3 separate regions of the Gossypium hirsutum genome follow, and regions 2 and 3 are each linked to region 1. The links are chromatin contacts, called in public Hi-C maps. All regions are on one chromosome and are shown on one strand. Each heading gives the region's core, a stretch centred on a gene start, on an enhancer-like site or on the middle of the called end of the contact. The rest is flanking DNA. Distances are from core to core; before and after follow the strand shown. Region 1 has its middle 21 kb from the start of LOC107929054. Region 2 holds the start of LOC107938345. Region 3 holds the start of LOC107933969 (50S ribosomal protein L1, chloroplastic).

The links. Hi-C and Micro-C count contacts between places; a contact is called where the count stands out from the background.
Region 2: a Hi-C map of leaf shows a contact between it and region 1, with 2.7 times the contacts expected there. The contact joins the promoter of LOC107938345 here to the enhancer-like site in region 1. A contact is called at or near these places in 4 of 34 Hi-C or Micro-C datasets (callus and leaf).
Region 3: a contact with region 1 is called in a Hi-C map of leaf, with 2.2 times the contacts expected there. The contact joins the promoter of LOC107933969 here to the enhancer-like site in region 1. A contact is called at or near these places in 6 of 34 Hi-C or Micro-C datasets (leaf, petal and seedling).

Annotation. Positions count from the first base shown.
Region 1 is chrA08:107,853,119-107,855,818 of Gossypium_hirsutum_v2.1, reverse strand. No RefSeq gene overlaps it. Among protein-coding and RNA genes, the nearest start is that of LOC107929054, 21 kb to the left of the region's middle. Within about 2 kb of position 1,383, at least 6 of the 9 cell types and tissues checked have an H3K27ac peak or open chromatin away from gene starts, as enhancers often do. A contact at or near this core is called in leaf, where this site is marked.
Region 2 is chrA08:107,990,388-107,993,087 of Gossypium_hirsutum_v2.1, reverse strand. It overlaps LOC107938345, which reads right to left and starts at 1,280. Exons shown (of 13, transcript XM_016871466.2): 1 at 1,030-1,280; 2 at 586-907; 3 at 1-30. The coding sequence starts at 1,061.
Region 3 is chrA08:107,720,702-107,723,401 of Gossypium_hirsutum_v2.1, reverse strand. It overlaps LOC107933969 (50S ribosomal protein L1, chloroplastic), which reads right to left and starts at 1,397. Exons shown (of 7, transcript XM_016866290.2): 1 at 868-1,397; 2 at 230-409; 3 at 79-133. The coding sequence starts at 1,236.

The sequences.
Region 1 (2,700 bases), core at 134-2,633:
AACCATCATGTTCAAGTTATGGTATTTTTCTGTAAAATGATGTATTTTGATGGAGAACTAATTGACTTGTTTTGGTATTACTGATTTGTAAGCTCAACATGTTTGTTCATAGTTCAAAAAGATGGAGAACTAATTGACTTCATCAAGGCCTAATAATAAAAAAGACTATTCTCTATATGTAGATAGCTTCATTTTCAAACATTTCCAACACTGAACTTGTCTATCAATTTATACTACTATGTTTTAAGCATCTTGAAGTTTGCTCTTAGTTTTTGTAATATGTGATATTTATGAGCCAATGGCTTATTGATGTTCTTATATTGAGTGGTTTGGATGAGGCGAGAAAGGTTTTTGATTTGATGGTTGTAAACCTAATGTCTTTAGTTACAACATCATCATCAATGGGTATTACAAAAAAATTATCAAGTCCTAAAACTCTAATGAAATGACTCAAAAGGGACTAGTTCCTCACATTGCTACTTATGGTGGGAGGCAGGCAACCTCTCGAATGTACTACTCTTTGAGGATTACCTGCTGTGCTCAAATTACAAATTCAACACTTTTGCTTCCCCAATCAGTGTATTATATTAATATTTCATTAATTATAGAGTTGTGGTTAACCTTTAGAATTAACTTAAGAACAAAGAATTGAAACCTGGGTAGTAAAATCAAGAAGCTTGATACATCAAACACTTGAGAAACAAAATGAAGATAATAAGAGAGAGAGAGGGTCAAGGAAGTTGTTGGACGACAGGACGTGATTTTGGTAATGACGGCACAAGAAGAGACGGAAGTCTTAACCACTGGACGACGCCATTACAGTCTTGGTGTTGGATCCAAGAAAACACACACCCGATGTTAGATTATGAATTTCAAAGAGACATGGAAATGGGGGTTCTTGATCGTACTGGTTATGAGCTTCTGAAAATTGGGTTTAATGGAGGGCTGTTGTTGTGGTAAACAAATTGAAAATGACCCTTTTCAGTTATAAGACCTCGCCGGAAAAATTCACCAACTTGAAAAGCTTCTAGCCTTCAACAACCCAAAATGAGAGAATTATAATGGAATTCGGGATAAATTGTGTTTTTATATATAATAATCATTTATTATATTTATATTTAATTATATGTGTTTTTGTAGAAAGTTAAATTGTTTAGAATTAAATTAATTTTTTTTAAAAAAAAGTGTGAGTATTGAGAACTAAAGCGTATTATTATACTAGTTAAAAAAATATTGTGATAAAAAAAACAATTTAAAACATTAATGATGGAAATTAACTTTTTTATAATTTTGTGACCGAAGCAGAAATATATTAATAGTGGGATGAATAATATTGTAGTTAACCTATTTTTTTTAGGTGCTGCAGGCGGGCCTAATATAAATATGAATGCCATAATATGAAGTGGGCTTAATCACCAAATGGCACCTCAAGATGGGTGCTAGTAAACATAGCTATAAATTATACCTTCTTTTCTCATCTTAATATAAATATTTAAAAATATAGAAAATGCTTCAGTTGGATTTTTTAGCTTGCAATCAGTGTGTATTCGTTAGCGAGTTAATCAATTCATTCTCTATCTCTAGATCAATATTTCGATTGGTTCCCATTTCTTAATTTAATTGGTTTAATTTTGAAAATTGATGTAATAATTTTTTTTTATCTCATCAAGCAAAGTAAGTAGACAATGAAATTTAAAATCAAAATTAATTGCTAACGTCTCAATCTTGGAAGTGCAAATTTTGAGCATTACTAATATTGATAGACATTATAAGAAAGAAGAAAAAAAGAAAAGAGAGAAATAATGTAACTAAAAAATAAAAAATATTTTTTAAATTTATATGATATGACCATTTATTATTGACTGTAATCTTTTTTAATGGATACAGATATAATATTTTGGTGTTAAAAAAAAATTAAGTATTACCTGTGACAAAAAAAAAAAAACTAAGTACCAAGATGAAAAAAAAATATGATTTTGGTATAATTTGTGGATTAAGCCTAATAATTTTCTGCAGGCTGTGTTAACTCGGTTGTACCCATGAACTCGTCCCAACTTCACACGTGGCATGATTGAAGCTTAAGAAAACAGAAATTCAGGCACAAGCATTGAGTCCAACCGTCACATTGGACTTCATATTTTGGGCCGGTGGTATTTCTCCCTTATTGGTGTGTTATTAGTTCTTTTATGCCAAAATCTTTCAACACTTGGAATTTTCTAGAATTTTTTAGAATATATATGATTAATCTTTTAAGCCTTCCAAGTGAATCTTCTTATCTAGGAATCATCACCTTTTTTTTCAAGGTTTATTAATTAATTCCTAAAAAATTAAGATCGGGACTTTTGTAGCACCTTATACCCGACTCGATCATCGGGTCTGAGTTATGAAATATCACGATCAATACTGATGAAACTAACATCACATAAACATCATACAATCATTCATACACACAATTTAGTATAATTCACACTCTTATTATGCTACATAATTACTCTCGGGTCCCACATGAGTTTACGAAAACTCTTTTACTAACCTGAGTATGAATAAGGACTAAATTGTGAAGCTTTCAGAGCTTTGCAACGTCACTCATTTTCAGTTGTGACGTCAAAGTCTTGAGGTCACAACATGACCCCTGTTTTGGCAACTTAACACTTTAGTGCCTATTCATTTGCTTTCAAACCAACATCAAAATGATTTCAT
Region 2 (2,700 bases), core at 31-2,530, 140 kb before region 1:
CTCGTCCAGAGCAGAACTTTTTAATGCAACCTGTAAAGTAAATAGGACCTCATCACTTCTTGGAAAGCCCAAATACAAAAAAAAAAAAAAAGGGGGAATACTACATAGAATAGTAACCAATTCCAGCATAGGACCCTTACTTTTTCCTTTCCCGTTATCATTTTACAAAGTTTTATTTCCAATCAAAACCAACTCAATATTGAATCCTTCTTTCTAATTTACCTCAAAATCAAGAACAGTATTCCTGAGCTCACTACACGATGCAAGGTTTACAGAAGTCAAAACCATGGATCACTCAGATTATAACATACAGACATCAATACAAGACAAACATATGGACTGTTTAAATTTGAATTAAGTACAAAACGAACCACCCAAAACAGAATCCAACCCAAACAGACTTCAAAATAAAACTTAAATAGAGCATAAAAATTTGCAATCGATATATGACCAAAATTTACCAACATAAACACTCATGTAGCTGAAGTTAAACATCATAACCCCTAAATGACAACAAAATTCACAATTCACTACATTCCACCGAAACCCAAAATGAAAATTAAGACACAAAAGCAAGAAAATTACCGAAATATCACCCGACTCAACCCTCCTAGCATAATCCTCAGCCGCCACCATTGCGGCAGCAGCCTTCCTCTGAAGCGAGAATCGCTTCGCCTGAGCCGACTCCTCCAAGGAATCAGCGCCGCCGCCACCGCCTCCATCCCCGGCAGGAACCGGGGCGACTTTAGGTACGGGGACCTGCACGGTCCCCTCTCGAGAAACCCTAACGCCCCAGGGGTCTTTCAAGAAGCCCTGGACTTGAACCACTTCCTGCAAGAAACCATCCTTGGAGTTTGTAGACTGGAGATTCCGAGGAAACCCTAGCGAACAGAAGCAAATTCGCCGACTACAAAACAAAGAGAAACCATAAACATTAATACAACAAGCTCTCGAGAGCAAAGTGAGAAAAGATAGAAGGCCCCCTTTTTTTTTTTTTTCCTTTTAGTGTATGAAAAAAAAATATTGTACCATGTAATTGGGCAAGCTACGTGAAAGGCCATAGTGAGGGATTTTGGGATTTTGAATTTTTTTTTGAGTTTTTGAGAGATTTAGCGATCTCGCTCCCAAAATTATTAAAATTAAAAAAATAATAATTAAAATTTAAAAAAAAAACAACTTTAAGAAAAATTAAAAAAAAATGGGTCTTTATTTTTATTTTTCGGCGACGTTAGGGTGTAGCTCTGCTTTCTTGATTTGTGAAATCTGGTTTGGTTTGGTTTGAATTTAACCCGAGGGAGATGATGGGGGTTACCATACCCTCGAGTTAGATCAAAGTAAACCGGCTAATTTGGTATCTCGTGAAAAACTTTACGATCTCAGTAGACCAATCATAATCCACCATGTCAGCTTCTGAATCCATGGATTATTTACTTTAAGTTGGCTTAGCGTTTTTTCAATATTAAATAATTCTGTGCCGAATCTGATTTTTAGTAAATTTAAATATTTTTTAGTTAAATTACCAAGGGAGAATATTTGATAATTTCATGAATAATAGTATGATGTTTTATCATTAAATAAAATAAAAAATGGTGAAACACTTATTATAAATTAATATTAATAATTTTATTTAAATATATTAATTATAAATAAATATAATATCTTAAATTCAAGAGTTATTAATATTTATTTATAATCTACAAATTGCAATTAATGTTTAAATAAAGTTAGGGTAAATTACGTAAATGGTCACTCGACTTTAAGAATTTATAAAATCGTCATTCGAGTTATCATTTTTGTTTGTTTTAGTCTAGAACCGTTAAAACACTAACGACTGCTAACGTGGCCGTTAATTTTTTTTTAGTTCATCAATTTAAGCGATTGATGTGGCAATGACTCCTCATTCCCTTACCTTAACTTCCGGGTCTGTTAGCATCAATTCTCGTCGAAGGTTTTCCTTCTCCACTCCAACGCAAAAGACTAGCTGGACCAAAATGCAAATCTTTGCACAGACCTCTAAAATCATCTCCCCGAGTTCATGTTGGTTTCATCTATGATCAACCGTCACTATAGTTCCAGCAAAAACTAACAAAAATGGTGACAAAGAACCTAATTTGTGTTAATGCGAAACTTCGATAAGGAAAATATTAAACACACAAACGAAACATGAACAACAACCCAAATAGAAAAATGAAGTAATAGGATAAGGCTCCAACACATGTATCAAGCCATTATCTTTAAGGTTCTATTCGCCCCCACCTATGCTTGATGTGTAAATGAGTTTCAAGCAAATAAACCTCGAGAATACAATGAAACCTGGTGACTATTTGCGTTTTGCACAGATGAAAATAGTCCACTAAGCACTGAGCAAAGTATAACAAGAAAATCAATTTCTATAAAAAAAATTCTACAGTAATTTTTTATAGAGCATTTTAATAATAGTAGAATATGGAGGAAGGATAGAAAGAACTTTTAGAATTTTTTGGTATATCTTCCAAATGAAATTTCACTCCTATTTATAGGAATTATCATGTCTCTTTATAAAGACATAACTTTCAATAAATGTCTTTTCTGAATAATCACATCTTTAAAAGACAAAATTATTCAACTAATATCTCATAACTATTTAAGTAATATTGCTTGTATGGTTATAATTCTTTGTAAAAAATCAAATGATATAACTCTTGATCAATAACCAAAAGA
Region 3 (2,700 bases), core at 148-2,647, 130 kb after region 1:
AAATTTTAAGCTAGAGTTTCCAGACACACAAGCAAGTTACAACAAAAAGATCAGCATATGTCAAAGCACCATAACTACCTTGAGTAAGAACGGCAACCTTAACCTTTTGACCAGTTCCCTTAGGCAAATTCACCTGTAAGACAAAAGAAAAGTAAGATATTAGGCGTAACATCAACGGTGGGGGAGATCCTATTATGATATTATCATGTGAAAAGCCTGGAAAACTTACAGTTGCTCTCAGCTGTTGATCATTATACTTGGGATCGATGTTAAGGCGGAAATGGGCTTCAGCTGTCTCTACAAACTTTGTACTCGACATTTCCTTTAACAAAGATATTGCTGTCTTTAGATCATACTCCTTTTTGGTTTCCCTTAATTTTTGAATCTCCAAGAATCTCTTTGATCTCGTCTGCAGTTTGAACAGGAACAAGAAGTTGGAATTAAATAACTGAACCAAGTAAACATCACAATCATATGTAATTAGCCCTACATATTAACAAAATAATGTACAAATGAAACATAAGTAACCATTTCAGATAGAAAATTGTTTCTTAAAATCAAAATTCTAAAATAAAAATCTTAAACCAAATTTCAAAGAAACTCAAATATGATCCTCAAAAACCAAAGCTTTCAGACAACACTATGAATACTGTTTTCACTAAGCTAGCAAAACCCATAAAGAAAATGATCTATAATAGTGAAATCTGACCCTGAAAAAACAAAACTTTTAGACTAACACTACAAGTTCTGTTTTATCTAAGCTATAAGCAAAACCCACGATGAAAATTATCTAACATACACCAAAAACTGTAACATCATTAAGAAAGAAAAGAAAGATAAAAATGCGAAATTCTAACATCCACATACTCTGTCTCTCTTAAGAGGCAACGCAGCCTTTCCTTTCTTGGGCTTGGGTGGAGCAGTAGCAATAGCGGTAGCGGTGCCACCCTCAGCTGCCACTCCATCATTTTCGTCCGTAGCCTCAGCCACCTCAGCCTCCGCAGCCACGGCAGCCATGACATGGTGCTTGGAATCTCTCTGGGGGTATAGATTAGCCCATTTGATGCCGGATTTTCCGTCTATAGAAGTCTTGAGAGCAAGTGGGTTAATAGAAAAGGTAGGCTTGTTGGACTTGAAGGATAGAACGGAAGGAGTGAGGGCTTGGGAGTGTACAGTGGATGCGGCAGCGTATGTTATCATCAACGATGATGAAGGTGTGGTGGTACAAGTAGCCATTGGCGCTGTTTCCTGTGAGAGCTTTTTTCTTTTACGATGTCTTGGGCTATCTATCTATCTATCTATCCATATTGAAAACAGAAGAGGATAGGAGATGTTTTTAAGGTCCAGTGAAGTTTCTCGATTATAGACCATAATAGCTGAATGCAAGTGCCATTTCCTTATTTATTTTGTGTGAAAAAATAAAAGGGTAAACTATCGATTAGTCACTTAATTATAATTAAATTTTTATTTTATTCACTTAACTAAAATTTGGTACACTTTAGTTTTCCAAATTTTTCTTTTCACCCAATAATTAAGTAGCTAGTGGTGGCACTTTTTAGTTGATATAATAATTTTAGTCCTCAATATTTATACTTTCTATCAATTGACCCTATTTCTATATAAAATGATAAAAAAATGATTTTTTTTAATTTAGAAAATTCTAAAAATATCTAAAAATAAACAGAAAATTCAAAAAATAGATAAATGAGAGAAAATGAAAGAAAATTTATTTTCATAATAAGAGAAAAAGAAAAAGATTCGGAATATAATTTATTTTTACAATTTGGGTTTTGAAAAATAATTTAAATGAATTGAAATTGAAAAAAAAAAGGATTTTTTGTGGTATATTTTGTATTTTGTAACTAAAAAATGTATCAAAGTCAATTTCACAAACCTCTATTAATTTGAGTTTTGAAAGAAGTTCTTCAATAGTATGAAACTCGACTTAAAGATATTACTAATTTAAATCTATCTTGTTTTTAATTTACTATTGGATTCTATTAAATGATCATTTTTATTGAATAATCTTTAAGTTTTATTGTAATAGAATCTTGAGTTTTCTTGTATGAATGTTAGCTTTTAATAATATTTAAGTTTTATACTTCACTAATATTATGTTAAAATTGATCTATTTTTTAGTTGTTTTCATGATTTGATAGCAGCACTGAAGGATTGTTGTTATAATAACCTAGCAATAACCTAAAATTTTTATAATTTTTATTTTTTGAAAAAAATTGAGTTTTTTTTATTTTTATATAAAATTAATGTTAAATTGATAGAAAGTAAAAAAATCGAAAATTAAAATTATCATTATACCAATATCATCATTCCAATATATTAATAATCAAATTGTAACTTTTAAGTTAAGTGGTCAAAAAGAGAATTTCTCTCTAATTGAATGGCTAATAGTGTAATTTACCCAAAAAATAAATAGATATTTTAGTAATAGACAATTAGTAAATTCTTGCTTGGCCTCGCAATTATTTATAATTTTGTAGTATTTTTTTTAAAACTCTAAAAAATTGTATATTTTTAAAAATATATAAAATATATTATTTTTAATTGTAAAATATATTTAAAATATAAAATGACTAGTTGGTTTGGTATATAGCTTGAACAAGAGATTGATCCCATTGATAAAGTCTTTATTTTTTAAAAAGAAAAACTATATGCTTAATTTAGGTTAGAGCATAATTTCAT